5 separate regions of the Mus musculus genome follow, and all the other regions are linked to region 1. Evidence: chromatin contacts called from public Hi-C, HiChIP or PLAC-seq and promoter capture Hi-C data. All regions are on one chromosome and are shown on one strand. Each heading gives the region's core, a stretch centred on a gene start, on an enhancer-like site or on the middle of the called end of the contact. The rest is flanking DNA. Distances are from core to core; before and after follow the strand shown.

Region 1 (6,093 bases), core at 2,194-4,693:
ACAAAACACAAATATCACAGAGCATAAATGTCCTGGGTGTGCCGATCGGTGCCTGAGTGCTTTAATCCCAGCACTCAGTAGGCAGAAGCAGGCAGATCTCTGTGAGTTTGAAGACAGACTGCTCTATGCAGTTTCAAACGAGGGTATACATGAAAAGTGGATACTACACCACTTTCTCTACTGAGCACAGCTACGTACACTAGGACCTGGAGAGTAAAGCAGGCACTACTGCCCACAAGGGATGGAGAAAACAATAAAATACAGTATAATTATAAATTTTGACAGATTAAGAATGACTGTCATTGTGGAAGAAGTAAGATGGGTCTAACGGATGTGAAAACAGTGGACAGAGAAGACTTCCATAAGGAAGCATACTGGAGCTAGTCCTCAAAAGATGAGGAATTACTCAGGAGCTGGGAAAATGGCCCTGAGGCCAGGCTGCTGGGGAACTGACCTGTATTCTGGGAGATGTGGGTGAGGGGCTGGGGCCTCAAGAAACAGCACAAGAAGGCCTGCTGAGGATTCTATACCATACTCCAAGGATTCTTGGGAATCTTGAAGGCCTGAAGAAGAAATGGCTTTCTTTTTCAGGCTATTGTCAAGAAAACAAGCAGGAAGGGGCAAAGGAGACCGGCAAACTTAAGAGAGGTCAGAGTGGCTTGAACTAAAGGACAACATGGCAGAGCCTGAAAATCAAACAGGTTTGAGAGCTACTTTGCTGGAAAGATAGCCAGTACTTTGTGGTCAACTGTTTCTGAGAGCTGATGGACAGAAGAGAGTGCAGAGTAAGCAAGACACTTTGTTTGGATAGATGCGTTCGGAAAAGGCAAGGAAGAGTTTGCAAGTCTGGATGGCACAGACAAAGTTCCGGAGAAATGGGAGATGCTGCCATTGTAGACGAAGATGTGCCAGGCACGCCTGAGGTGCCTGTCCATCATAGCTTTCCTGATAACAGTAGTATCCCCATCTTAAAGGCAGTGAATTTAGATCACAAAGCTAGAGAAACGGGGACCATTCTTGGCTCCCTGGATGCTGACAAGTCTGGCTAGCTGCTAGGAGGCATCCCTCCCAAGTCTATAGAACACTAGGAACTACTTCTACATTAGGATATTTAGGACTGAAACAAAGTAACAGCCAAGAAGAGCCAGTAGTTGATACATTGCTCTTTAATTCAAATCCTGTATTTATAATTTCTAATGTTTCCTATCCACACCTCAACCCTATTCCACCTCCACCTAGAATGAACTTGGCCAAGTTTTGAACACTTGCAAATTTTTCTGGGACTTCAACATTTTATAAATGGACAAAGCCGGACTGCCAAAATTAACTCCAACAAAAAGAGCAATGATACCCTGCAGTAAACAATAGTTTTACTCCCAAATTCTATGAAACAACAGAAAGTCCAATAAGAAACAGGAAACCTTTTCTTAAGAAATTAACCATTTCTCAGAAAGCAAGGCACTCAGGTCAAGCACTAACATATGCCACCAAATACAAAGGCTATAAAAGTGAGCACGGAGGATTAGGATTTTAAAAGTCATAAGCTTTAAAACTCTAAAGACAAAAATGCAAAGAAAAGCAACACAACAACCCTGTATGATGCTAAATCTACAATTTCCAAACAGCTCTAAAAAAAAAAAAAATGCAGAATTCAGGTAGTGTGACCCCAGGAATGGCATGGGCACCTTCGGAACTGAGTCTCTCCAGGACACTGACACTAACTGAAAACCTTTCCTATCTGCACAGTCAGCCCCGTGACTTGGCTCCCTCTAGGGGCTCTCTGCTGTCCCCCAAAGCTCCTGTAGCCCAGAAACAGGGCTTGATGGCAAAGATCTCAGTCCATTATGGCCAATTGAGCCCGGTACGGAAAGTACCATCTTGAGACTCTTCAAGGGAGGGGTGACTGATTGGGAGGATTTTTAGAAAAGATTTAATTACCTACACTGCAAATTACACTGTGTTGAATCTGATCCTCCAGTAGAAGAATCATCAAAGCGTGTCCAGTCTTCTTAAATGGAGTATTGGCCGTGTGTACTTTTGAGGTTTAGGGGTAGCTCCCCATGGAAATATATACGATCACAAGAACCATTAACATGACCACTAGAGGATAAAGCACAAACCACTTCCCAAACTGCTAGCGCAGTTGTCCGGAGCCCTGATTCCTGGGTTTATCAGCACCCCACCCCCACCCCCACCCTGCAGTGGGCTGACATTCCCGATTGCCTCCAGCAAAGAACAGGTTTTTGGGTTTAAAAAACAAAACAGGAAAGGTGCCGGTTTTCTGTGCCTCCAAGGTACGATCACAACCCCTGGCAACCACAGATTAAAGACTTTTAAAGAAGAAAGAAAAACTACCTACACCCCCACACACATACACATACACACACACACACACACACACATACACATCCCAAAACTGGGCAGAAACGCAGAGATCACCACATATTTAATATACTTCCCTGGGACAAAACGTGTCTCATGAAAAATGGCTGAGCACCAATCTACAGTTAGGTATCTAAGTGTTCGTCCCTGCTGTCAGCGGGTTGGAGGGATTTTTTTTTTTTTTCTCCTTAACGCAAGGCTTTGATGTGTTGGCAGAGCTGACCTGACAAGCTGGAGTAGGCTAGGAAACGTGTCCTGCATATTTCCTTCTGTGCCTCCAAAGATTAGGACCAGAACTGACTGCGATTAAACCCTACCTAGGATCCAAGGGCTTGAGCCCTTGATGCTGTTCGATGCTGGGAAAGTAGTGGTTCCGCAACCCCGGGCAGCTCGGCGATGCTGAAATGAGCAACCCAGCCCCTAGCTGGTCTCCGCCGCCCACCACCGGGCCGCAGCGGCCTCGCACGCCAAGCCCCCGACCCTTAAAGTTGAGCCTCCTATGATTGCCCTCTGCAAGTTTCCAGGGTGCAGGACGCAGCCAACTTTGCAAGCCGCCTCTGGGCGACTCGCTTCCCCGGAGGGGCTGGCCACCGGGGAGGCAGGGCGGCTACGGTTCAGACAAAATGCAGAAGCCTTCCAACCGCCACTTTTCCTTTTCCAGAGGGGAAGCTCTCCCTCCAGGCGAGCATCCGATTTCCATCTGGAGAGGGAGAGGGCCGACCGCGCATTCCCCTCGCCCACAAAAGTGGCCTCTAAAGTCGCTCGCCAAGGACACCGGGAAGGAGGCGACCCCGGGCAGGGCCAACTTTCGGGAGGCGAGGTGAGGGCGCGAGGGTGACAGCGGCGCCGCGGGGGGCGCGGGCCGGGAAAGTTGTACTTACTGCGCTCGCAGCCCGTCCTCGTAGTCCCGGTGCACGGCCCTCGGCGGAGGCCCGGCCCGCCCAGGCTGAGGCGGCGGCTGAGACGGCCGCGGCCGGCGGCGGCGGAGGGCGAGCGGCGGGCCGGGGCTGAGGAGGCCGGGCCGCAGGGCGGCGCGCGGAGGGCTGAGCCGGCAGAGAGACGCGCGGGGAGGGCGCACGCCGGCCTGGCCCGGCAGGGAGGGCGGTGCGCAGCGGCGCAGAGGAGGAAGGGCGGAGGAAGGAGGGCGGGACCGATAGGGCCGCGGAGCCCCGCACAGGGGCGGGATGAGGGCCGCCGCGAGAGCGAGCCAGCCGGGGAGGCCGCGCCGGGGCAGGGAGGACGAGGTCTGGGAAGTGTGGTGGGGGGCCGAGGAGGCGGGGCGGAGGGCCTGGGCGGGTGGGGCGGAGGCCGAGGAGGCGGGGCCAAGGGCCAGGGAGGGAGGGGCGGAGGGCCAAAGAGGCAGGGCGAACGGCCCGGGAGGGCGGAGCGGAGGCCTAGGAGGCGGAGCCAAGGGCCAGGGAGGGAGGGGCGGAGGGCCGAGGAGGCGGGGCCGAGGGCCGTGATTGCAGGTGGGCAAGGGAGAGCAGGGTGCAGAGCTGGAGAGAGCTGGATGCAGGGCTGAGAGGGGGGCGGGCCGAGGGCCAGGGAGGAGGGCCAAGAGCCAGAGGCTCCGCCCCTTTTCTGGTCGCGGCGCTGGAGAGAGGAGCAGTGTTATACCCCTCACCAGCTCGGGTTACAGCGGCGGCCCCGCCTGCAGACAAGGTTCGGGACAGCGCGGTGCGGCTTTGTGGGAGGCGCTGAGGCCGGTGGGCCGGAGCCTGGCTGAGGTTAAACATTTCCTCCAGTCGCTCGCAGGCTTGGGGTCGCCAGGCCAGTGAGACCTTGCAGCTGACCGCTCTGCGTCTGCTGACAGGAAAGAAGGGAGAAACGGCCCAGCCTTTCCAAGGACTGGTTTGAATGGCTTTTCCTGTAGAATAACTGTGAATTGATGTCCACCGCAGCAACCAGTGATGACCGTTGCAAGTGAGGAGAGATTAAAAAAAAAAAAAAATGAAGTGAATGAATCGAATGTAACAAAGGTTTTAAAAGAGTTGGGATCACTGGAAAGAGGATTGTCACAAGTTCGAGGTCAGTATATGTTACCCTAGCAACAAGCAGTATCAGACCTCAAAGAGTGAATCATATATTATTACACACACACACACACACAGAGAGAGAGAGAGAGAGAGAGAGAGAGAGAGAGAGAGAGAGAGAGGCAGGAATTTTGCCAGAAATTCAAGAACAGCCTGGGCTACATTCTTTGGTTCCAGGGCATCCTGGGCTACAGAATGGGACTGTCAAAAAAGAGAAAGAAGTCTAAGTCGAGCATTCTCCAAGGCATAGTTTGGATTGCTTTTCCTGAGTAGCTGTGATTCAGCAACAGCACCCCCACCTCCCTGAGCAGCAGGCCATGATAGAGGCAACAGACAACGAGGGGAAAAAAGGCAAATGAATCAGAGGTGAGTAACAAAAGTTTAGAAAGAACTGGGCTCAGATTCAAAAAATGCACCCACACACCTTTAAAAATAGCTTTTAATCAGCAAAGGACATCGGAACATTGACCTGGAAGTGCAAATTCATATGTTGTTTCACTATTTTTCTGTCATGCAGTGCCTGAAGTGGACAAAATTCAGTCTTTGGGCTAGAAATGCTCACACATGCCCGAAGCTCAGTAGTAGTTATTAATTTGGAAAGAGATGGTGTGGCATACAGTGGGAGAGAGGCTAGAATGCATTCCAGTTGTAAAATGTTCCCTTTATTGCCTAGGCACTTGCTTCTTATCATCAAAATAAGGATATGAAAAAGGACTTCCAGTTTCTCACTTCTGTTCGAGAGACTTTCTTGTTTAGACATTTGTTTCCTCCGGTTTTAACCTGTAGTTTCTCCCCAGCTCACTAGCTCCTTCACCAGTAAGTAGAAACAAAAAAGAGAATGCTAGCTAAGACTTAAATGCAAGGAAGCAACATTTGAAGAATTTGGTGAAAGGCTTTCTCTGGGAGTCAAAGGCACAATCCAAGGAAATAGGATTTCAGGGGAGTCCTCCTGTAACCCTAATAGGATCTTCTCAAAGGGGTTTTCTGGCCTTGAGGTAGACTAGCTCTAACATCTCCTCCCCCTGTCAGTCCTCTACTCAACCACTGAACAGGATCAGCCGCCTGCCTGATTGCCAAAGCCAGTGGAAAATCTTAATGCCCAGTTTGTGCCTTTTGCAGAATTTGCCAGTCTTGACCTATTCTTTTTATTTTTTTTAACTATAAACAAGTTAACAAGTTAACTTAACTGCGACCGTGCTCCTGTGACCAGAAGTAAATAGAATTTAGTGTATTATGAGTAGCCATGTAGAGAAGTCTTTCCTAAGATCCAGGTACCCAGTGAGGCATCTTATCCCCACACTAGAACACAGCCTTAGGGATAGCTTACAAAGTCAGATTTTTTTCCCAGTTCCAGATAAACAGAGAGAACCATTCCCTGCCTCAGCCCCATTTAGCCCCAGTTTTCCTCTCCTGTGTATAATACAGACTGCTTTAAGCTTTCTTAGCCAGGATTGTGTACCTGTTAGGATTTCCTGAGATGCCACCAAATGCCTTTGGGAGGATTGATAGACCTCCCATACTTCCCGTTTCTGATTCTATTCCTGGAAAGGCACCCAGCCAGACGGAGAGAACACTTGAAACTCTGTGACATAGTCTGATTGTAGAAAACAACTTGAGAGGAAGACTTCAGAAAATAGGCAACTGCGGATAGGGAATAGCAGCCAACAGGGAGAAGAAC
Region 2 (5,346 bases), core at 427-2,926, 130 kb after region 1:
TCTAGAAAATCTTGCGTTCTAGTTTCCTGCCACTTTTCTTTCTCTTTTTTGTTTTAAGATAAGGTCTCACTATGTTTCCCTGGCTGACTTGAACTCACAGAGATAATTTGCCTTCATTCCTGCATGGGTTTCCACTGGCAGACTACATAGCCTGGAAGTCAAATAAACCCCTTCCTCCTAAAAGTCGCTCTGGTGTTTTTATCCCAGCAACAGAAATCAAGTTAGAATATGTTGCCAAATTCCATGCACGGCAAGGATTTCACCATAAGAACAAAAGGATGGGGGCTGAAGTGCCTTCTCAATACATTTCTTAATGAAAAAATAATGATCAAGCCAGGTGTGGTGATACAAGACAGGAACTAGCTCAATTATGAGGCTAAGGCAGGGAGACAAGTTTGAGTTTACCATGAGACCCTGTCAAAAAAAACAAACACATTCCGGCTGTTTAGACCTAGATCTCATTTGGTATTTGTTAGCATGTGTTCCTTTTGAGTGAATATAGATATTTTAAAAAGTTCCCTGCCTAGGGCAGGAGAGATGGTTTGTTTGTTAAGTTCTCCTCTTTCAGGGACTGCCCATGACTGCAGCCTCTGGATAGTCACTGCCCTCTCTGGCTTCTCTGGGAAATGGCAGTCATGAACACACACTTCCCAAAGACACACCTACACATTTTAAAACAAACCAAAAACTTAAGAAAGGTTCTCAGTTTTATGTTTTCCCCCTTAAGGTCTTGTAGCCTGTGCTGGTCTCAAATTCACTACCTCAGATTAGTCTTGGGCATCCAAGTTCCCTACCTCTGCCTGCATAGTGTTTGGGACTGTGGCATGCCACACCATAGCTCATATACCTTCTAAAGGGCACAAATGATTCCACTTATAAACCACCTAACATGACAAGGAGCTGCAGGCACAAAATACAAAAACTTCTTTGGGAAGTTTGGTGGCCAACATCTGTGATTCTGACAGAGAAGGCAGAGGGCAGGACTATCAGAGTCTGGAGGATTTCCCCCTGCACAGTAAGCTAGGGACCAGCAAAGGCCGTGAGAGACTCTTAAATTTCCAAACTGAAGCTGTCTGGGCTCGGTCACTTTCACTTTCACTTTCCTATGGTGAGCATTAGGCCAGAAAGCTTGGTAGCTTCTAGAATCTTCTGGAACCCAGGCGATTGATTGTTTTCTCAGTCAAGGGCACTGGCATCAGAAAACACAAAAGTTCCCTTTCCAAAAACCCATCTCGGCACTCTCGAGACTGGAATCGGACGAGGCTAAGGCTGGAACTCTTGTGCCTCTTTTGTCAGGTGCTGTTGGGCTGGGACTCCAGGCAGGTTCTGCACCCCAAGGTGCATCTCCCTCTTGAGAGAGTTTGGGCCATGAGGAGATGCCAGGCTCTGAGACCTAACACCCCCATCCCACCCCACCCCCTGCCGGGGACCTGGGAGAGGAGAAGCGGGCTCCCAGCCGCTTCGCTTGCTCACCCTCACAGGACCCCAGACTCTGAGGAGATGGCGTTCTCCCTCCCGTGGGTCCCACCCCGGTTCGGGCTGTTCTCACCATGCTGAACTCCTAGCAGAGCACCTCAGCCGATCCTCAGAGCTGCTCCTCAACCGCCGCTCGTGCGCCCAACGGTCCAGGCTGGATGCTCCGGGTACTTAACGCTTTCTCCCTGGATGCTCATTAGTCCAGAGCGTCTCGGGGGCAGGCTTAGGCGCCACGTCCTTTTTGCGATTGGATGTGGCTCAATTTGAAGCGGTGGTACTTTCTGATTGGATGTAAATTTGGCGGGAAGGCTCTGGAGTGGCTGGAGGGGAGAGAACTTAGGATCGGGAGACTGGAGGTCTGCGCATCCCTGACATCCGGCTTTGCGCAGGACAAGTGGGGTGCTCAAGCTTCCCTGGTCTGCGCATGCGTGACCTGGGGAGGGCTTTGCGGCTGTGCACTCCCCCCACCATCCTGCCATGTCTCACCTCGCCTCGTATTACCTGGTGCAGAGAAGATCTCTGGCCAGACCTAAGAGAAAGGCAGATGGCCCTTCTTCCAAAGACACGAGTTTCTGGGCACCAGTTATGTACATCCTGGGAAGCCAGCATCCGTTTGAGAGTCTTCCTGAACAGTCATCTGGGTTGGGGTATGTAGCTCTGGCTGGCTCGGGATGATGTAAGGTGAACTCTTGTCTTAGCTTGCATCAGTGCTGGGACTATAGGTATGCACTGTGCCTGGTGGGGATCAGTGGACATACCTTCCTTCCTCAGGATATCCAAATGCACATAATTGAATTGAAGGCTATATAGCATGTTGTGCCATTTTATTTTATTTTATTTTATTTTATTTTATTTTATTTTATTGGCATAAACTTCTGTATCCCACCCTGGACTTGACTCTCCCTGTAACCAAGAATGGATTTGAACTTTCAAATAGTAAAATGGAAATTTTACAAGCTAGAGAGAAATACTGGCTGTCCTTCATCCCTGTGTGTATACATTTATGATTTTTTTATGTAACTAGGATCAAACAAGATTTTTAAAACCACCTTGCTGAGATTTAGTTTTCTTACTGGTAATACAATTATTCTTTTAGTGTGTGTGATTCCATTAAGTTGGGAACTTCTAGGCTCAAATTGTGGTCACTCCTCTGGCCTCCTGAGTAGCTGGGACTGCAGAGATGTACCACCATACCTTGTTGATTTTTTTCTTTTTTATGGAAGAGAGTGTTTGTTTTAGCGCACAGCTTGGGGGGTACAGTCTGGCCTGATGGAGAAGCCATAGCTTCAGATTAAAAAGAAATTATTTATTTCTTGAGTCAGATCTATCCCAACCTGCCTTGAACTTGTGCCGTCCAGAACAGCCTAAGACTTTGATTCTCTAGCCTCTACCTCCAAAGTGCGGGTGATATGAACCTATGTAACTAAGCTCTGTATATACGGTATTGGGAATCAAACCCCATGTATCTTGGATGGCAGGTGAGTACTTTACCATCTTAACCATGTTCCTGGTCATAGGCACCCCTGTTCCCACATGTCTTGGTTATCTGTTAACTGTCAGTTTGTCCCAGATCAATCAGATAGGCCTGTGAGCAAGCATGTGGGGGATTGTCTTGGTTAGTGACTGATGTAGAAGGCCGCACCCGCTGTGGGTGGCACTGATCTCTGGACAGGTGGTGCTGGGCTGTCTATGGAAATTTAGCTGTGCAGAGCGTGAGCAAGCCCAATGAGGAACATTCCTTTTATGATCTCTGCTTCTTCAAGTTCTTGCTTGGGTTCCTCCCTGACATCCCCCAGGAATTGACTGACCCGGAAATATAAACCAAACAAATCGTTTCCTCTGGTTAGTTGCTCTTGGCCATGATACCACGGCTCAGGTCAGCATAAGCTGACAGCGGTGTTTGGTGGACAAATGAGTAAAGGGAGATGAATGGCTGCAGAGCAAGGAGGAAGGTCCTCGACGGGGAAGCTGAGGTGGAACGCTAGCTTTGAGAATCGGGAGCAAATGCAGGTGTTGGGGGTTGTGTGAAGGCCAGCGGCTGTGCTTTTCCTACCCTGCTCTGAAAGCAGCACGCAGCTGTGTGTGAAGCCCGGAATGAGCCCCCCTCATGGAGCTGGTGGTGGTGTTCAACTCTGTTCACCTGGACCTCCTACGGAGGAGAAACCCATCACCTCCACAGACCGTGATCTCATTTACACACCCAGGTCTCAGAAAAGCCCCTTTGGGCAGCTTCTCTCCTGTGGATGTCAATCCAGGTTCACAGTAGTGGGAGGTGAGTGTTTGTTCAACTTCTTATAATGACACACTGAGCCCTGGGAAAGAGTTTGATTGAACGATAACCCTATAAATATGAATGAAGAATAAAATCTGGGTCTGATTGATACTGGATGAGTGAACAGTTGATAAATAGAAAAACTGCTGTGGTAGATATGTTCCCTGATGGAATATTAGTTAAGCCAAACCGTTCCCACTATATCAGAAACTATAGTGTCCAGGTGTTCTCCCATACCTGTGTAATATTGGATGGTCTGTGTCCCCAAAAGACCTGGTGTCATTGTGGATCTGATGCCCCCTCTGTGGGCTTTCCTAGAGGCTCATGTAAAGGAATTCTGTAAAATGCAGATCAAGTTCGCTGTGATTTCAGAGGGAAATAAGGTCACCTTACTCCATAAGAATGCCACCCACCTCATCCATATTCATACAATTTTCTTTAAAATTCACAACACAGTGCATTGACCTGCTCCCTCTCCTGGGACAGCCTACTCCAACCGGTCTCTCCTTGGACTGTTTGCTTATAAAATTCTGATTAAACTGTTTCAGTTGACAGAGTGCTTGCCTAGCCTGCGTAAGATCCTGGGTTCCATCTGCAGCACCGTGTAAGAGGCCATGCCTGTATTCCCAGGACCCGATCAGGAGTCAGAGGTCTTCCCTAACAGCTTGACACTTGTCTGGGCTACAGGAGAGCCTGTCCTACAGAACACAGAGAGAAAGGACAGGGACCAGAAATACAAGATTAGATGAAATTAGGAGAGAAAGGCTTTACCCCCAGGAAAGTCTCCCTACCACAATTGAGATTCAAATTGGCCATACAATTAATTTCATCATTGCTGATATCTTTTAATTTTGTTTTACATAAATATCTTCCTGTAAGGCTGAAAACAAAGTATACAGAAGGGATGATATTAGCGAAAACAGCAGACTCCTATTGCCCTGAGTGGTAGCCTTCTGCTTGGTTACTACCTGTGGAGATGAAGGCAGCAGCCTAGGGACCCACTTGGTAATACACCTGATGCAGCTATCTGAGGGCTTGGCTGCTGCACAGCACACCAGCGTGTCAGCCAGGTATCCACAGAGTTTGCCCACACTGGGTGTGCTATTTAAATCCTCAGAGTTATTCTGATTTCTTTGGCTTAGAAACCAGGACAGGATCTCAGGGCAGATGGCTTCATAATGAGTTTTTCTCCCCCTTCGGCTGAAGATTGTATTAGGCCTGGCCCCTGTCAGTATAGTTCAGCAAGTCAACTTGAAGACTAGTCTGACACCAGGAAGGTACAGCCATCAGTGGCTAAGCAAGCATTCTGAGACTGCGGAGGAGAAGGGTGTTCTGATGGCAACTTGCTGAAGAGTTCAGGGTTAACTCACAGTTTCAGTCAGACTCATTTTTCAGATCATCTGGTGGCATTCTTATTTGGATACCATGCAGGACCCTGAGGTGTATGTGCCCACCTTGGAGCAGGCACGTGAGGAACACCCACTCACCTTGGAAGTCTTTGATGTGTATGTTTTCTGGTTGGATGCAAAGTCTCACTATGTACCACATGCTGGCCTCAAATGCCTGTCCCTCCTGCCCTGATTCCTAAGTGTTGTACA
Region 3 (5,620 bases), core at 3,042-5,541, 230 kb after region 1:
CGCCAGGGCCAAGAAGTGGGAGTGGGTGGGTAGGGGAGCTGGGCGGGGGGAGGGTATAGGAAACTTTCAGGATAGCGTTTGAAATGTAAATAAAGAAAATATCTAATTAAAAAAAAAAGATCTGCTGTGCCCAATGGAGAAGTAAATAGATTCATCAAGATCCCCCATGGTGGAGCTGGCGCTGAACCTAGGGTGTTTCTGCCTTAGCTGCCTTTCTTGTCGCTGGGATAAAACACCCCACGAAAAGCAATCCCGAAGGTTTCATTTTGGTCACAGCTCAGCGTTGAGAATTAAATCAGCAGGATCTTGAAGCATCCCATCTGTGGTGGGGTGAAGAAGAATGGTCCTCATAGGCTCATAGAGTCGAATGCTTAGTTTTCAGAGAGTGGCATTGCTTGAGAAGGATCAGGGGTGTGGCCTTGTTGGAGGAAGTGTGCCACTGTGGGTGGGTTTTGAGGTTTCCAAAGCCCAAGCAGGCCCAGTATCTCTCTCTTCCTGCTGCTTATGGATCCAGATGTAGAACTCTCAGCTACTTCTCCAGCATCATGTCCTCCTGCATGCTGCCATGCTTCCTGCCATGACGATAATGGACTGAACCTCTGAACCTTTAAGGCAGCCCCCATTAAGTGCTATCTTTTATAAGAGTCGTTATGGTCATGGTGTCCCTTCACAGTAATTAAACACCGACTACAACCATCATAGTTATGAACAGAGACGCTAGCACATGCTGCTGTTCACTTCCTTTCTCCATTTATGCAGCCTAGGTTTCCAGCCAGGGAATGGTGCCACCCACAGTGGGCAGGTCTTCCCACCTCCGTTAACAGACAAGATGCTCTCCTACCCCTGCACGCTCAGAGCCCATCTCCCAGGTGATGCTAGGTTTTGTCAAGGCAACTGTTAATACTATCACAGTGTCCACATTCTGATGTCTCTGAAGAAGCCCTAGATGTTCTTCTCCTATGTCCTGGCAGTTTGGGCTTCAGCCTTCCATTAAGTGACCCCTCAACAGCTGATAACATTAACCCATGCCTCTAATTAAAGTGCTGCTAATTCTGACTACACTACAGGCAGTATGTAATAATATAACTGCTAACAATTATGTCAGTGGGAAACTACTTAAAAAATGAGATAACATCAAGTAAAAATCAGTTTTAAACGACTAAATAATAACCCCAGAGAAGCCATAAAAATGCAGCTCTTCAATGATGCTAATTCTTTAAAGGAATTAGCCTCTGCTTTTGTTTGTTTGCCCTTATTGTTTGGAAAAGTGACTCAGGCTCTCTCCCTCACTGTAGAGTGCTGGCCAGAGACACTCCGTAATTTGGATCTCTATGCCCTCTGTAGCCTCGTTTGGATTAGAAGAACCCTGATGTTTCAGCTCTTAGCGCCTGACACCAGAATATATACTCAGTTAATTGTGTATAAATAATTCACCTGAAGTCTGCCTCCTAGTGCACAGACTTTGCTTTCCACAGAAGTTTGCCACCTGTGACCTCAATGTAATGCAGAACTCGATGTAGATCGTAACACACGTCCTCTGTCTCGGCACTGAACTTGCAGGCAGCTCCAGAAATGTACTTTCCTCGGTGAACAGCACCACTTTGCTGTGGTTGCTCGAGGAATGCCTGGACCCCACAAACTTCCCTTTGGGGAAAAAAATTAGAAACTACACCCACTATTGCTTCTCAAACTCTTCCTGCTTCAGCCACACCAATTAATATACAACATCCCCTAGCTAGCAGACTCAACAATATCCAAAAAAACTGACATAGAGGAATTGTCTTCATTATAGACTTCTTCCCTGGCAGAATAACCTGTGACCTGCCTCAAGCCATTCCACACGTACATAAAGATACAGATTATCTTGCATGAAAGTCACTTGACTGGCCACTGGGCACTATGTTAGTCAGGATTCTCTAGGAGAGCATAATGGGAGGAAAGTGTGTGTGTGTGTGTGTGTGTGTGTGTGTGTGTGGTGGATATTTGGGTATTTGTTAGGATGGTTTGTTCACAGGCTGTGGTCCAGCTCCTCCAGCAACGGCTGTCCACCAACAGAAGGTCCAGGAATGCACTAGATGTTAGTCCATGAGTCTGGGTGGCTCGGCTGGTCTTCAGAAGATGCTGGAATCCTAAAGAAGTCGACTATCATACCAGTGAAGGAAGTGGACTGGCAGGCAGGCAGAGAGCAAGCTTCCTTCTGCCATGTCCTTAGATAGGCTGCCAGCAGAAACATGGCCCAGATTATAAGTGGGTCTCCCCACCTCAAAAGATCCAGATTAAAGGTGGGTCTTCCTGCTTCGAGTGATTTAATTAAGGAAAATCCCTCATAGACTGGGTTTTAGTTGATCTAGATATTGTTGCCAAGAAATAACAGCATAGTCACAGGCATACTGATATTAATAATGATTTGTGCCTATACTGTGCATTGTATGATGGGACAGCAAGTGTTGACATAATCAATATTTTATCTGTAAGAGTGTGCCCCAGCCTTGTTCCCAGTTTTCCTAATTTTAGCACCAGGAATTTTCTAATGTCTTAATACCCAGGCACCTCGCTGTTCTGGGGCATCAGAGCAGCTTTCTTGAACAATACCTCCGAACTCTTAGACTGTAGAGCTGCAGTGTCGGGCACACATGTCATATAAAGGGATTCTGTGCTTCATAGCTGCCGACACTCGGAACGTGGGCAGTGTAATCGAGGACCTGCATTTTCAGTGTAATGAACTGGAATTTAAGTAGCACATACCTCCGGCGGCTTTCATGGGACAGCATGACTCTAGGCAATGTCACAGAGCTTTGTGCAGCAGCCTGGAGCTTCGTGTTTGCCATTGTCATACTGACAAGATAATATAATGAAATCGTCAAGGAAGATCAGTGAGACCCATCTCACCTCGTTCAGGTGAGAGGGCAGAAGCTGTGATGACTTGGCAGAGTTTCAGCCTTGAACACATCATACTGAAGTCGCTGCAGTAACGAGTGTGTTCTGGTCTTGCCATGTGGCATAAACAACTGTGAGTTTTCAGATGTGAATTTTTAGACCACCGCATGTTGATTCAGTAAATGAAGGTGTTCTACTGAGGCTCAACCTACAATGAGAATTCTTTACAAAGCTTTATTCACCCTCAAGGAAAACTCAAGGAACTGAAACTGCTTTATTATATCAAAGCAAGCAGTCAGCAGAGAGAAAAAAAATGGTCTTACATCCTAAGGGAGAAAGAGAATTTTCTAGAATCGAAGACTGTTGACATGAAGCATCTGTCCAACATCAAAGCCGTGGGTTATAAATGTTATAGATAACCAATCATCCCAAATCCACAAAGGCGGGAGCTGAGAGGCATTAGAACATCAGAAATGGCAAAGGAACCCGCAGCCCGGAAGGAGCTGGAGCCGAGCAGAGCACCATCCAGCCTGAGGGTCCGGAGACTTGCTGTCCTCATGAATAGTAATGAGCAGGCCCAGCGCAGGCACTGATGGGCTGAGGCTGCAGCAGCTCAGGACATTGCAACATTGTTGCATATGCAGTAGTTCCGCTAAAGAGCTCAGCTAGAGTTTTAAACGTCAGAACCAAACACAACTCTCACTTGTGTATGCCCACTTATGGATTCTTTGGCGTTGTCCCACTTTTTAAAGAAAAGATGAAGTTTTAAATTTCCAAGTGACTTTTTACTAAGTCGGCCTGATGATAAAAACAAGAGGTCTTCTTGCACAGTGCTCACAGAGGGCGTCTACTTAGTGGCCATTTGCAAAGTCCTGTGTGGTCATTTTCTTTTGGATGTTAATCATCTTCAGTTGCAAGATATCTGAACCCTCCCAGGCATTAAAGAATATCAAAATTTTGCTGCACATTCTTGCTGTGTGCTTCTGTAGCACGTCCAGGCCGTTACTGCATTGGACCAGCAGCAAGCATACATTATGGGTAGCTGGGAAGATCGAATAATGGCAGAGTTAAACTTCAGTTCCACCAGAGCCTAGTTTGGTGACCAGGCTTGCTGTTACAAACCACGGTTGAGGTGTGAGTGACCCCCACATAGCTGCCCCACTGCACAATCCCACTGACATGGAGACAGACCTCCTGAATGCTGCATCACGGAGCCCGCTTTCCATTAACCTCCCACTTCCTGTGTGTGTGTAGCATTTGCCATGATCCCTTGCTGTTGGTGGAGGCAACACCTGGAACTTTAGCTGAGGGTCTCCTGACCTCCTGACCTCCTGACCTGCTTTCTCCCATCACTGGGGATATGAGTGGCTCTGTTGTCATTGCTACAGACCTGGTACCACTGGGTGTTTTGCTCTGGTTGCCATGGCTACGGGAGCAGAGTCTAAAATAGCACCATTAGTGAGGAAAACATTGCCATACACCAGGTAGAAATCAGTTTCTGAAGCTGCCTTGAGTAACAGCAGAAGCTTCCAGAAGGATGAGTGTAAGTTACAGGAGGCCTCTTTGTGGGAAACTTTAGCTGCCACGTGGATAATTACTGCCGTCTCCAGAAAGAGGGTCCCTGTAATGATCCATCTAACACATGTATGAAGATTACCTTGCACGTGTCAGGCATTAAGCTTGGTGCCAGGGGTATAATTATGATGGTTGCTAGGTCGGGGCCCTTTAAGATGCTGGAGCACCCTTCCTCCCGTCTTCTGGAACAGCTGTGAGCCAGCTGTTGATGCTGTGGTCTTACAGTTCCTGATTTATGATGCTACTCAGTGCCTGACTCCTCCTTATTCCCTGTCATGTGGGCTGTCCCAGACTGAAGCACGCAGGAGGGTGTAAAAGTCAGGTATTTTCCTTCGGGGATTTCTCTGGAAGTTCCCCAGATTTCCCCCACCATCCTGTCTGCGTTAGCACGCTCTTCCCTCTATTACTTCAAGCTATTACCTTTTATTTTTATTTTTTACTTTTTGACCATGCCTCACTGTATGGCTCTGACCGAACTAGAACTTACTGTATAGACAGGCTGGCCTTAAACTCACAGGTTTTTGCTTTCCCAGTGCTGAATCAAAGGCGTTTGCCATGGGGAGGTGCTCCTCAGGCCTCCTGCCTTTGCTTTATTAAACATTTCATAAGATGCACCCTTCCCTCCCCCAGAGCCTCCCATCCCCCACCCCTTCACACCTGACTCTGTCCCTTTTGCTTTTTTGTTTTGTTTTGTTTTTTTGGTTTTTCTTTTTGGTTTTGCAAGACAGGGTTTCTCTGTATAGCCCTGGCTGTCCTGGAACTCGCGTTGTAGACCAGGCTGTCCTCGAACTCAGAAATCTGCCCGCCTCCTCCTCCTGAGTGCTGGGATTAAAGGCATGTGCCACCACGCCTGGCCTGTTTTGTTTTTTAAAAGCATCAAGATCAATTTTTTGCTCCAGAGATATTCTTGGGTGTGTGGTCTTCCACTGAGCAACCTGCCTCGCCCTCTCTGAGCAGCTAACAACTGCAGGTAGCTTCACATCTAGAGGTAGGGTTGTGCACCCAGCTCTGCCTCTTCATTCTGGCCCAGCCCCCCCTCTCCACGCCCGGCCTTTGCTCTGGCTTGCTTGCGCAGGCTTTGTTCCACTGTGAGTTGATTAAGGGTAGCTGTTTTGCTGTGTCCAGAAGATAATGTTCCCCTGTCCCCACATACCATCTCTGGCTCTTA
Region 4 (5,707 bases), core at 527-3,026, 180 kb after region 1:
AGTCAAAGTCAAACAGATTCAAAACAGCATGGCTCAGCATGAAGAGGTGGACTCTGGAGTTACCACAATTGAAGTAATAAAAGCCTTGTTCTGCAGCTCCCTGGTTGAACCCTGGCGACTTCACTCCCTGGCCTGTAGCCTGCTTGCTTATATTTGAGATAGCAATGCCTTCTGCATAGGGCTGTTCGGAGCATACGATTGACCCTTACCGGGTCTTAAGAGTAGCCGGGCAGTGGTGGCGCACACCTTTACGAAATCCAAAGACACTGGTTCTTATTGTTCTATCAGTGAACAGCAACTTCTTGTGCATAGCAGCTCTTCCTGCACTCTCAGAGGTTGGTTAGTCCTGCGGCCCCGCCCCCTTGTCTAGAGGCCCCGCCCCCTTGTCTATGGACTGGATCCTTCTCTATTTCCCTTTCTCCTCTTGAGTGTGAACGGGTATTACACGTCACTTCAGTCCTTGCAATGTTTTCTAAACGTCTCCTGCCTTTTCCTGTGGCCCATACAATCCTGTCTGTACACAGAGGCCAGAGTGATTGGTCTCATGATTGAGTGGGTGTACATCAAGCTGAGGTGTCAAGCACACTCATTATTGATCTCCATCCTTACCTGACAAGGTATGTGCGTTTTGTGGTAAAGACATTGGATGTGACCTCATAGCAAATTTCAAGTTATCAATCTAATATCTTCGACTCTGTTGACCATGTTCATATCTGACCCCAGAGTTACACCTCAGAAGACTTGCTAGCGCTCACCCCATCTGCTTGTGAGTAATTCCTTAAAGATGCCCCGTTTGGCTAGGCTCCCATGTTGTCTGTCATCTGCCTTATTTCACTTAGCACAATGTCCTCCTGGTTTACCCATCTGGTCATAAATGGCACATTCCCATATTCCCCATGGCTGAATCATATCTCATTGGCTTTATTCATCCAGCCATCACAGAATACATTGTTCTTTTTATATGCGCTCACTTGTGAATTGCACTGCAATTCATGTGAGCTACAGGCACCTCCTTGCTAGCCTGACTTCATTTCCTTTACTGGAAATTATAGTCCAATTTTAAAAAGATAATCTGTACTACTTTTCATGATGAATGTACCAATTATATATTATATGTACATGTATAATATAATATATATAATATATATATTAATATATATTTATATATAATTTAAATATAGATCAGATCATGAATTGTCTTGATTAAACATAGTAACATCTTTAAGCCTTATTTAACTATCTCTCAAGCCCTTCCCTCAGTAGGAATCCTGTGTGTCCAGGACAGTCCTCACTTACACCATTATTTTGCTCTTATTATAAACAGCCCATATTTCACTTTCAAAGGATCTAAGAGCTGACAAGTTTTGTAATCATCCTAGAGTGGTTGGATCCTAATTTAATTACAATCCAGAACCTTAACCATGAAGTTTGAATCAATGTGGTTATAACTTGATTCTGATTTAGCTTAGCTTTGAGCTGCATTTAAAAATAGTCCAAGTTCCTTGTGTATTGGAAGCCTTTCAAACTCCATAGTAATGACCTTTGCTGGGCTTCCTAGAGCCCAGCACTCTTCCAAGTGTGGTACCTGCCAGAGATGAGCCAAAGCCCAGGGGCTGCAGCTCAGTGTCTGTCTCTGACTTGTACACAGCCACCTTCCCCTCCAAGAGGGATCATGCCTTAGTGCCACCATGCCTGCCTCCAGTGCCTTACACAGGATGGCTCAGGGAATATTGCTGAGCCTCATGAGTAAGACTTGTAACGTGATAGCCTTGTGAGTAAGCGGCCCAGTAATGTTAATCACAACCACGTTTTGTTTCTGTAACCAGACAACTCCACGCATGTGTACCCACTTACTTGTCAGGCAGAGCTCTCATTGTGGTACCTAACTATAATGCCAGCCCTCTGGACACAGAAGGATCACTTTGAGTTTGAAGCCAGCCTGGGCTGTATAATAATATGACCTTGTTTCATAGCCAGACAAAGCAAAATAAAGCAAAAACCAAAAATACAAAGAAAGGATGGAAGGAAGGAGGAGGAGGAGGAGGAAGGAGAAGAGGAGGAAGAGGAGGAGGAGGAAGAGGAGAGAGAGAGAGAGAGATATAAAGAAATGAGCAAAACAAAAAGAGTGAAATGACCAAACCTAGCACCTTGTTTCCAGAGTTTCGGGAGGGTTGAGTCCCAGCTGGGGCTGCCCCAGTCTGGACGGGAAGTATTCCTGTAGCCGACGGTAGATCCTACGTAAGATTCTTGGCTAGTTCTTGGAGTGTCTTTCTACAGGTCAGTCAGAATATAGGCAGTTCTATATCATGGGAAGTAAGGGTTGGCGGGAGGGTGGTTGTAGATAAAAGCAAAGCCTGAGCTAACAGCTCCCCCCCCCCAGGTTGCCCACTATCAGTGATGGGCATAGATAATATGGCTGCCTTCAATTATATTACTTGAGCTAAGAAAGTATCCTCTTACTCCCGTAACTCATCTTCTGTGGGATCCCACAGCCTTCAGTACAAACATTTCTCTCATGTTATAGAACACCTGCCTAGCTACTCATCTCATCTGTCAGTGGTAAAGTCCTTTAGCAATACCATGCCTTTGTCAATGGCACACTGGCGTACAGGTGTCAGCTGAGCCAGTCTGACTTGTTGCATTGTTGCTGTTTCCTCCCCCATTGAAACATGCCATCCTGAAGGGAAGGGATACAACATACTAGGCTCATAAAAGCAACAAGAAACTCAGAAGCCTCACCAGCCCCGCTGAGGAGACTCTTCGGCGGAGCTGCCTGCAGGCTGGGCAGGGAGCTCCAGAGATACACTTTCTATGAGTTGTCACGTATTCTGATCTGTGGGGCTCTCCAGTGCCACAGCTGCCATTGAGTGACTCATGCTCTTGTAAGTAATCCAGAGAAGTTGACTGCTTCACCAGGGCAGACCTGGGTGTGATTGTTCCTTTGGTTCATCATTGCCCTCACTATCTGACCCCAGGGCAGGTCACACAGCACTTGTCTTGGTTGTGATAAAATGAGGGAGAGAAGTACAAAGGAGGACAGTTGTAACTTTAAATTTTTCAAAGCCTATTTTTAATGATGGTTCTTAAATGCTTTAACCTCCCTTCTAGCCCACCACCCACCAGAGGTAATGGAAAAGAAAGGATATGGAGGGAAGTGGACCTGTTTAGAAATGGTTCTTTAGAGCAACTCCCTTCTGTGTTGTCTGGGCAGCTCAACCCTCTTGTAAGCACTTCACAGACGCACCAGTAGTCCAGTTCAATAGAGCTGGGATAGCAAACATGATCAGCAGCTATGGCACTACCTAGCAGAAACAGCCGGGCCTCAGCCTCAGCACCAGTCAGTAGGAGGGACCAGGCCAACAGGAATGCCAGGGAAAGTTCTCGGCTGTGCCTCTCCCAGCAAAGTAAGGATCAGCAAAGACTCAAGACCAAGAAGCGGTCAGCTATACAAGCAAGCCAAGCTCAGCCTCTGTCACTGTCCATAGAGTTCTATTTATACCCCCTCCAAACATCACATGTCCTCCATGGGTCTTGTCTCACTGTGTCTTTCTTGCCTTGGCACGTGTGTCTGCTTCAGCTGATACCACTCTGCCAATCAGCCCAAGTCGGCAGAAGCAGCAAGAAGCCTAGGCACACCACCAGAAGTTTCTTGGTGCAATTCTCTATTCTATAGAGTCCAACATATGGAGCCCAATCACACAGTGTAAGGTGGACCAATGCACGGGTGGTGTTAGCGAAGAATTCTTCACGTGTCCTTGCACGTGCTTGCTTCAGCAGAGCATCCTTTCACCTGTGTCTGCTTCAGTGAAACTTACTTTCAGGAGTCTGTCTTAGTCTTTCACCTGTGTCTCCTTCAGGAAAACACTCCTTCACGTGTTTGCCCCAGGAAAACACCATCCAACACAACTGACTTTCCAAGAACCCTAAGTTTCCACTTCAGATAATTGTTCTGGGCTGGGCATTGAACTTGTTTTGGAATTGGGCTCTGATACATGTTCCTTGTCTGAACATATGAGAGGTGGGCCTGTTGCAGCTAGTTTTAACTGGGTGAGTGTTTTCATTCGCACCATCTTATCCTGCACTGCTTGCTATTTATATATTAACTATGCAGTTTAGTTACATGCAATATAGATGTTCAGCTCCTGTATCTCAGCTACTCTGGCATCCTCACAGCCTACTGGAAGCAAATCTGTGGGTCTTGATTTGTAGAAGTCTCTACGCAGCCATCATTCATGTGCCCAGAGTGCTCAACGACTGCTTTACCATTTTCACTCTGTGTCACTGATGTCCAGGTCGCCACTTTTAGCTCTCCAGACATCCGTGGTGAAGCCAGTCCTTAAAGAAAAATCAAACCAAATGACAGACATTGATAGACCCTCTGCCCTGTCAAACCGAATGACAGACCCTCTGTCGTTGATAGACCCTCTGCCCTGAATTTCAGAACTGTGTATACAGAAGACAGGGTCAGGGTTAGAAACATCACTGTACAGTCAGCTGCTGACGTGTTGGGAGCCAGAGGTAAGTTAGCACTCCTTAATCATCCACAGTCAGCAACCAAAAGAACATTAGAAGTAAGCAGCAGAGACTGAGCCACGGTGGCCTTCACAGCAGTAATCTGTTCAGTCTTCCTGTCTTCTTGAGAAATTTATTCAGTACATATACATGCTGAGGGAGAGAAGGAGAGACAGAAGGAGAGGGAAGAGGAGAGGCAGGGAGACATGAGAGAGAAGTAGAGGAGCGAGATCTGTCGGCAGAACACAAAAGGCTTGTCTTTGTTTTTTAATGTTAGTTCCATTTGTTCACCTTCCTTCAGCTCATACGCAGCTATCTAAATGTTTTGAGTACTTTCTATGTTGTGAGGGGAAACTTTAGTTCCTCCTTTCCTGTTTGTTTGTTTGTTTGCCTTGACCTAGGGTCTCCTGCAGCTCCGGCCATCCCTGGCTGGCTGTGTAGGTGAGGATGACTGAATTTCTGATCTCCCTGCTTCATCTCTCAAGTCATGTGACCACCCATCAGCTCCTTCAAGTACAATACCCAGAACTGCATCCTTCTGTGTCCTGGGAGAAGAACATAGAAAGGATTGCTAGGTCTGGTGTGTATGCATGCCTCTAATTCCAGCACTTTGGAAGTGGAAGGCAGAAAGATCAGGACTTTAAGGGCAGCTTCATCTACTTGGAGAGTTTTAAGCCAGTTTAGGTTACAAGAGACCCCTTCTCAAAGAACAAAGTATACAAAAGATACCCACTGGTGTTTCTTTAAGAAACTGGGGTGAAGTCAAAAGCCACATGATCACTTCATCAGCAGCTGCAGGAAAGGCCTTTGCCAAAATTCATTACATCTTTATAATAAATGCCCTGAAGAGGTCAGGGATAAAAGGACCTCAATGTAATAAAGGCAGTTACAGCAAGCTTACAGCCAACAGCAACTTAAATGGGAAAAAACCTCAAAGCAGTTCTACTAAAATCAGGAACAAGACAGGTTGTCCATTCTCTCCATCCCTACTCAGTATAATACTTGGAGTCTTAGCTAGATCAATAAGACAATTGAATGATATCAAGGGGTACAAAGGAAGAAGTCAAAGCATCTTTACTTGCAATGATATGATAGTATGCATAAGCAACCCTAAGCATTCCATTGGGGAACATTTATAGCTGATAAACTTTCAGGGAAGTAGCTAGGTACAAAATTAATTCACAAAAATCAGTAG
Region 5 (5,583 bases), core at 1,364-3,863, 150 kb after region 1:
CCTTACTGACCATCCAGCCTAGCGTTATCCGTGAATGCTAGGCTCAGTCAGAGAAACTGTCTCGGAAAATAAATACATGGTGACCTATGGCCCCCACACATGTGCATATGCATGAACACGTGCACACCACTGCTTATAAAGCTGATAGGAAAGTACATTTTTCATATAATCATTTCTCTGGTTTGACCTATGGTGAATGTGGCCTTGTGGGGTCTGACTACAGGAAGGGCAGTGGTTCTAGGGTCTACCTACCCAGGCTGGGAATTTAAGATGAAAGTCAACATGACTGTCATGCATTTTAAACATGGTGCAATTGTTATCCTCATTTGCACACCAAGAAGACAGGATTCAGAGCGACTCCTGTCATGGTGGTCCTGGTGGAGGAGTTAATGAAGGACTGGGATTTACGAAGCTTCCGCTTTTACGACTCCACACAGACAGCCCGTCTAAACCAAAGCTTCACTCTAGGTGATTAATTTTATCTCAGGAAGTCAGGGGCCTGCAAAATAGCCTGCCCAAGGTTGTTCTGAAGATTAAGTGTTAGGGCAGGATTTAAATCGGAGTCTGTCTGCGTCCATGGTTGGCTGCTCTCCATGTGAGGTGTGTCAGAGTATTCTACTACATACTGGACCTTGCAAGTCCACTGGGCTCGTGGCTGCCCTGGGAGGCCTGAACCTGTGCCTCCATACCAGCCTGCAGGTCAGAGCCACTTCACTCTGTGCCATTACCCTCCCTGGGTCCTGCATCTTACAAACCACAGATGCCTCTGTGTGTGTGTGTGTGTGTGTGTGTATGTGTGTGTGTATGGTCATTGTTAGGTCACTTCCTCTATAGCTCCCCACCCTATTCTTTGAAACAGGGTTTCTCACCACCCTAGAACTTATTGATCAGCCCAACTGGCTTGTGGGAAAGCTCCAGGAATCCTCTTATTTCTGTCTCTTTAGTGCTGGAATTATAGGTTCATGCTATTATGCCTAACTTGTTACATGGGTGAGTGCTAGAGATTTGAACTCAGGCCCTCAAGTCCTTTGCCCACCGGGTCATTATAACTGAAGGAATGATATGGCAAGAAGTATCCTAGTCCGTTTTGTTGACTCGACACAACCTAGAGCCACCTAAAAAAGGCTTGTTCCAACAACGCAATGATTTTTCCAGATCAGGCTGGCCTGTGGGGATGGTCCTGGTTGTTGATGGATATGGGAAGGCCCAGACCACTGTGGGCAGTGTCTTCCCCAAGTAGATGGTCCTGGGTTGTATAAGAAAGTAGGCTGAATGGGTGAGAATCACAGCTGTGTGGCCCTTGTGCTGCTAATATTTCTCTTGTCAGGTTTGGAATCCCTCATTCTGAATAGGCTCCAGCATATATAAACCAACAGATATGCAGCATGTGAGCAAATAAAACGTTAAAAATAAGGAACTGATAAGGAAACATAAAGAAAGAATATATTCAAAAGGTCTCATTGACAAGTGGGCAAGAATGTCTTCTTTGGAAAAAAAATAGGTCCACTGCTACTAAATGACCAACTCTAAAAGTTCAATGATCTATTTTATGTGAAGTGTGTTTTGTTTGCTATTGTTTTTGTTTGTTGCTATTCTTGTTATGTTTTGAGACAGTTTCTCCTTTCCTCTAGCCAAGGTTAACCATGAATTCCTGGTTTTCCTGCTTTATTTTTATTTAAACTCTGAGATTATACATTTGTGCAACCACAGCTATCCTATCATTAAATAATGATTTTCTGTAAAAAAAAAAAAAAAAAAAAAAAAAAAAAAAAAAAAAAAAAAAAGAAAGTAGGCTGAGCAGGAGCCAGATGGAGCAAGTCAATAAGAAGTGTTTATCCATGGCTTCTGCTCCAAGCTCCTGCCTTGGCTTCCCTCCATAATGGGCTGTAATTTGTGAGCTGAAATTTCTTCCCCATCTTGCTTTTGGATATGGTGTTTGTCACTGCAACAGAAAGCATCTAGGGAAAGACTCAGCCCACTGCCTTTAATGCAGGTCTTGCTGTGAGGAGCATCATGTGTCTGCTAGTTTAGAAACTCTTTTACAAACAGATCTGCGGAGTCATTTTTGAAAAGCGTACGGGAGGGGAAGGGGCTGGCCCTCAGCAGGCGGGAGCCTACAGTTCAGTAAATGTGGGCTGACTGACAGTGGAAATAAAACCTGGGATCACAGACACCGGCAGACGTAGTCTCCTTAGGGAGCGCACAGGCCTTTGGCACTTGCAGAGCAGTGTGTGTTACAGCGAGGACTGCTAAGACCAGGTCCTAGAATTGTTAAGAAGCCATTAGAGAGATTCTAGATAGAGTGTCTGTCTAGAGAGAGTCTAGCTAGGACAATTCCAGGAGACCAGTGGCCTGCAGTGTTGGTAAGGACTGCTTGTGGAGGAGGGTTTTCTAATCAGCTTGCCAGCAGCAAATACAGCCGTAAAATGGGAAGTAAGAAGTTACGCCTTGTAGAGTCCAGTGATGCTCCTCCCTGGGGGCCCATACCTCAGTCCTGAGCTTTCTCAGCAAACCTGGGGCTGACAGACCACTCACTCCTGGAGTGGCCCCAGCTGGCTGGCAGTGCATGAGGGACAGAGGGCAGACCGCGCCCACAGTTTGGGCTTAGTGAGCCTCTCCCAGAGATAGGGAACTCTGCCACACAGTTCCCTACCGAATTCCATCTTTCAATTCTATCAATCCTAATGACTGGGAGGAAAGCATTCCTGAAGAGATCGACCCATCTCTTTTCTTTCCAGGAAACACTAATCTAGGGGACACTACCGCAAAGGCATGAGGGTCATTTAGAGAATGTAAGGCTAACTTTTTCCTGGCAAAACAATTCTTCATACATAACTGTAGGGTTAAATGCCTGAGAAATTACATGATGTTAGGTATATGTTTTATGAATTTTAGCCAACCTCTTCTAAGAAATAGACCATTTTAAGGGTTAGTGCACAGCAGTCATTATCTGCATATCATGTTGAAACCCACAAAGCAAACATGTAATCTGGTTGGGTCACTCACACAAATACAACTACTGTTGCCAGTTAGGGGAAGTCTTACAACCAAAGCCAGAGAGAAGAACAGATTGAAACAATGTGTTTTCCTAGGGAAAAAAGGGGATTAGGTCCTTTGATCTACTGGAGCAGTCTCCCAGATCAACAGGGGTAGAATTGATTTGGTCTGTAAAGCTAGAAGATTAACTTCAGAGAAAGGCATGCTGGGACGTTTCCATATTCCGTTGGCTTTTTCATTTATGTTTTTCCTAATTTTCTGGGGAGGTGGGCACTACAGCTTCATTCCTCATCTAGAAAAACAAAACATCCCCTAACCTACACCGTGACCCTGACCAACAGCCTGCAGAGGTGAAAGAGCTCTCAGGATGGGGCCAGTTGTGCTTCAAAGCGGACCCAGTGTCCACCCTAGTCCAACAGACTGAGATGTCTTGTAATCAGTCATTTCCCTGGAACCTTAAACAACAAAAGGTAGCTCTCTCCTTCCTCCTGTCAGTCTGGTTTTCTCTCAGGATGGAAGGTCTCCAGGGCTCTTCCTCCTCCTTGCTGTGCCTATCTCAGAGGTGGCTCTTACAGGGGTCCTCGCAGGGTGTTGTATTAGAACTGAGTTATGGAGACTCCGTGTTAGGTCTGGGATGGAGTGTGTGCCAAATGGTGTCCTTCCCTCAGTCTATGTGATTTATTGCTTGCATTTTGCATATAAAATGCTTGTTTTTCTGAAACACAGATGGGTCTTCCTGCCTGCCTGCCAAGGAGCTGGTTCCCAGCTCAGCCTCACAATTTAGGCTGCCACCTTCCTCTTCATTGGTTTGTTTGTTTGAGACAGAGTCTCTTTCTGCCCAGGTAGGCCTCCAATTTGCTACGTAGCTGAGGCTGGCTTTGAACTCCTGACCGTCCTGCTTCTACCTTCCAAGCACTGGGATTGCAGGTGCCTTCGTTTGCTTCTGTTGCTGGGATAAACACCGCAGCCAAAGCAGCCTGGGGGAGGAAAGGGTTTACTTGACTTCCAGGTCCTGACCACAGTCTATCACTGAGGGAGGTCAGGCAGGAGCGCAAGCAGGAGCAGACTCAGGAACCGTCACGGGACAGTGCTGCCTACTGGTTCGTTCCCGGTGGCTTGCTCAACCTCCTTCCTTATACAACCCAGGACCATTTGCCATGGGATGGGACCACCCACATCAACCATTAATCAAGAAAATGTCCCATAGACATGCTCACAGGACAGTCTGATGGAGACAGTTCCTCAGTTGAGATTCCTTCTTCCTAGATATATTTAGGTTTGTGTCAAGTTGACAACAACTAACTGGTGCAGAATGTATGTATGTGGACGGCAACGCCTGACTCTGTCCACAGTTTTGACTTTGCACTTACAGAGCGAAATCCTCACTGCTAAGACCTAGCACCATGCTTTTATCAGTGCTGCCATTTCTAAGGAGTGTTTCTGAAATGATGAGCTAAAAGAAAAAAAAATCCTCTTGTGGTAATGTGATCAGAAAAATGACTCCAAATGGCTGTAATTTACTGAGGAGCTTCCTGTGGTCAGTGATTGAAGCAGAGATGGAGAACTGCATTCTGTTGGTGGTGGATCACTCTCATGGACAGCATGGCCCCTCTCCCTTCCCAGGCCCTCTTCTTTGGGAAAGCATGGTGATTAAGGTCCCAGACAAACTTGAGTTCTTGTGGCCTTGGCCACATAGCCTTATTTATCCTCAGAGCTAAGAAATCATGCCATGAATGAAGTTATTTAATGATAGTCATCTGTACTTTGTGAGGAAATAAAATTGAAAAGATTGTAATGGAGTTAATTTTAGGGTTTAAATACAAATAATCACATGGTTATAATTATATAACTCCATGCATACCATTTTACTGGACATTGTGAAACAATTAATGCAAAGCAGATTTCATTTTCACTAAGAACTCATGGCTTGCTCTGAATGCCATGCCTTTCATATGAACACAGGGAGGAGAGGAGCTTTCTCGAGTGACAGGCTGGATCGTCACACTCCCTCAGAGTTCAGAGGTCAGGGCTGCCATGTGCATTCCATCTAATAGAAAAGCAGTTATGACCAGAAATGTAGAAGAAAGGCTATCTTGTAAATTTTGTGAAGCACTTTAAATATTTTTTATCCCTTTACATTAAAGGGATGATTTTAATTGTTCAATTACCCCTATTTATTTGTGCACATGCCCATGGCGCATGTATGGAGGTCAGAAAATCAAGTATTGGAGTCAGCTCTCTCCTGCCAGTGGGTTCTGGGGATGACAACACATCAAGCTTGGTGGCCTGTACCCGCTGAGCCACCTTGCGGGCCCTGTCTATACGCTCATGACTCTATATGTGTATAACATTTAGAACTCCTGCCATGAGCTTTAATCTTCTGTACAGGTGCCAACAAGTAGTTTTTGGATGAAAGAATTCATAACTAAATGAAGTTTGGTGATTTATAGATGGAAAAATATAGAAAAAATATTTTTTGAGGAAGATCTTTATAGTAATATCCAGGAAAAGGGAAAGTTTGGGGCGAGTCTAGATATTTAGTGAGGGATATAAGCTTGTGGAACAGAGAATAGAGGTGCCGGCTTG

The links. Promoter capture Hi-C pulls out the DNA fragments that hold promoters and counts their contacts. Hi-C and Micro-C count contacts between places; a contact is called where the count stands out from the background. HiChIP or PLAC-seq counts read pairs in DNA pulled down with a chosen protein or histone mark.
Region 2: a contact with region 1 is called in an H3K4me3 HiChIP or PLAC-seq map of embryonic limb bud, with 4 times the contacts expected there. The contact joins the promoter of Tuba3b here to the promoter of Rassf8 in region 1. A contact is called at or near these places in 7 of 39 promoter capture datasets (the 3T3-L1 cell line, 3T3-L1-derived adipocytes, the SN4741 cell line and 3 more), 5 of 484 Hi-C or Micro-C datasets (the N1E-115 cell line, brown adipocytes, muscle stem cells and 1 more), 3 of 115 datasets of contacts at active chromatin or transcription factors (T-cell acute lymphoblastic leukemia, embryonic limb bud and neural progenitor cells) and 3 of 9 other capture datasets (adipose tissue, liver and pancreatic islet).
Region 3: a promoter capture Hi-C map of second pharyngeal arch cranial neural crest shows a contact between it and region 1. The contact joins the enhancer-like site here to the promoter of Rassf8 in region 1. A contact is called at or near these places in 11 of 39 promoter capture datasets (the 3T3-L1 cell line, 3T3-L1-derived adipocytes, the C10 cell line and 6 more), 2 of 484 Hi-C or Micro-C datasets (cranial neural crest and embryonic fibroblasts), 3 of 115 datasets of contacts at active chromatin or transcription factors (cardiomyocytes, craniofacial prominence and embryonic limb bud) and 2 of 9 other capture datasets (adipose tissue and pancreatic islet).
Region 4: a promoter capture Hi-C map of cancer-associated fibroblasts shows a contact between it and region 1, with 5 times the contacts expected there. The contact joins the enhancer-like site here to the promoter of Rassf8 in region 1. A contact is called at or near these places in 8 of 39 promoter capture datasets (the 3T3-L1 cell line, 3T3-L1-derived adipocytes, the C10 cell line and 5 more), 1 of 484 Hi-C or Micro-C datasets (embryonic fibroblasts), 2 of 115 datasets of contacts at active chromatin or transcription factors (the NIH/3T3 cell line and embryonic fibroblasts) and 1 of 9 other capture datasets (pancreatic islet).
Region 5: a Hi-C map of the N1E-115 cell line shows a contact between it and region 1, with 3 times the contacts expected there. The contact joins the enhancer-like site here to the promoter of Rassf8 in region 1. A contact is called at or near these places in 9 of 39 promoter capture datasets (the 3T3-L1 cell line, 3T3-L1-derived adipocytes, cranial neural crest and 4 more), 6 of 484 Hi-C or Micro-C datasets (the G1E-ER4 cell line, the N1E-115 cell line, brown adipocytes and 3 more), 4 of 115 datasets of contacts at active chromatin or transcription factors (T-cell acute lymphoblastic leukemia, embryonic fibroblasts, embryonic forebrain and 1 more) and 1 of 9 other capture datasets (pancreatic islet).

Annotation. Positions count from the first base shown.
Region 1 is chr6:145,744,137-145,750,229 of GRCm38.p6, reverse strand. Rassf8 (Ras association (RalGDS/AF-6) domain family (N-terminal) member 8) reads right to left here and starts at 3,443. Exons shown (of 5, transcript NM_027760.3): 1 at 3,264-3,443. Gm15704 (a long non-coding RNA gene) reads left to right here and starts at 1,856. Exons shown (of 4, transcript XR_869590.3): 1 at 1,856-3,202; 2 at 4,196-4,410; 3 at 4,593-4,781.
Region 2 is chr6:145,612,293-145,617,638 of GRCm38.p6, reverse strand. Tuba3b (tubulin, alpha 3B) reads right to left here and starts at 1,676. Exons shown (of 5, transcript NM_009449.3): 1 at 1,550-1,676. The coding sequence starts at 1,552. It overlaps Gm38475 (a long non-coding RNA gene), which reads left to right and starts at 3,320. Exons shown (of 3, transcript XR_378153.2): 1 at 3,320-3,748.
Region 3 is chr6:145,515,037-145,520,656 of GRCm38.p6, reverse strand. The region is part of intron 2 of Gm38475 (a long non-coding RNA gene); the gene reads left to right. Among named protein-coding and RNA genes, the nearest start is that of Gm15499, 75 kb to the right of the region's middle. Within about 2 kb of position 4,291, at least 50 of the 459 cell types and tissues checked have an H3K27ac peak or open chromatin away from gene starts, as enhancers often do. A contact at or near this core is called in embryonic limb bud and second pharyngeal arch cranial neural crest, where this site is marked.
Region 4 is chr6:145,560,975-145,566,681 of GRCm38.p6, reverse strand. The region is part of intron 1 of Gm38475 (a long non-coding RNA gene); the gene reads left to right. Among named protein-coding and RNA genes, the nearest start is that of Gm38475, 50 kb to the left of the region's middle. Within about 2 kb of position 1,776, at least 36 of the 459 cell types and tissues checked have an H3K27ac peak or open chromatin away from gene starts, as enhancers often do. A contact at or near this core is called in the NIH/3T3 cell line, cancer-associated fibroblasts, embryonic fibroblasts and 1 more, where this site is marked.
Region 5 is chr6:145,589,206-145,594,788 of GRCm38.p6, reverse strand. The region is part of intron 1 of Gm38475 (a long non-coding RNA gene); the gene reads left to right. Among named protein-coding and RNA genes, the nearest start is that of Gm38475, 22 kb to the left of the region's middle. Within about 2 kb of position 2,613, at least 29 of the 459 cell types and tissues checked have an H3K27ac peak or open chromatin away from gene starts, as enhancers often do. A contact at or near this core is called in the N1E-115 cell line, hippocampal neurons and liver, where this site is marked.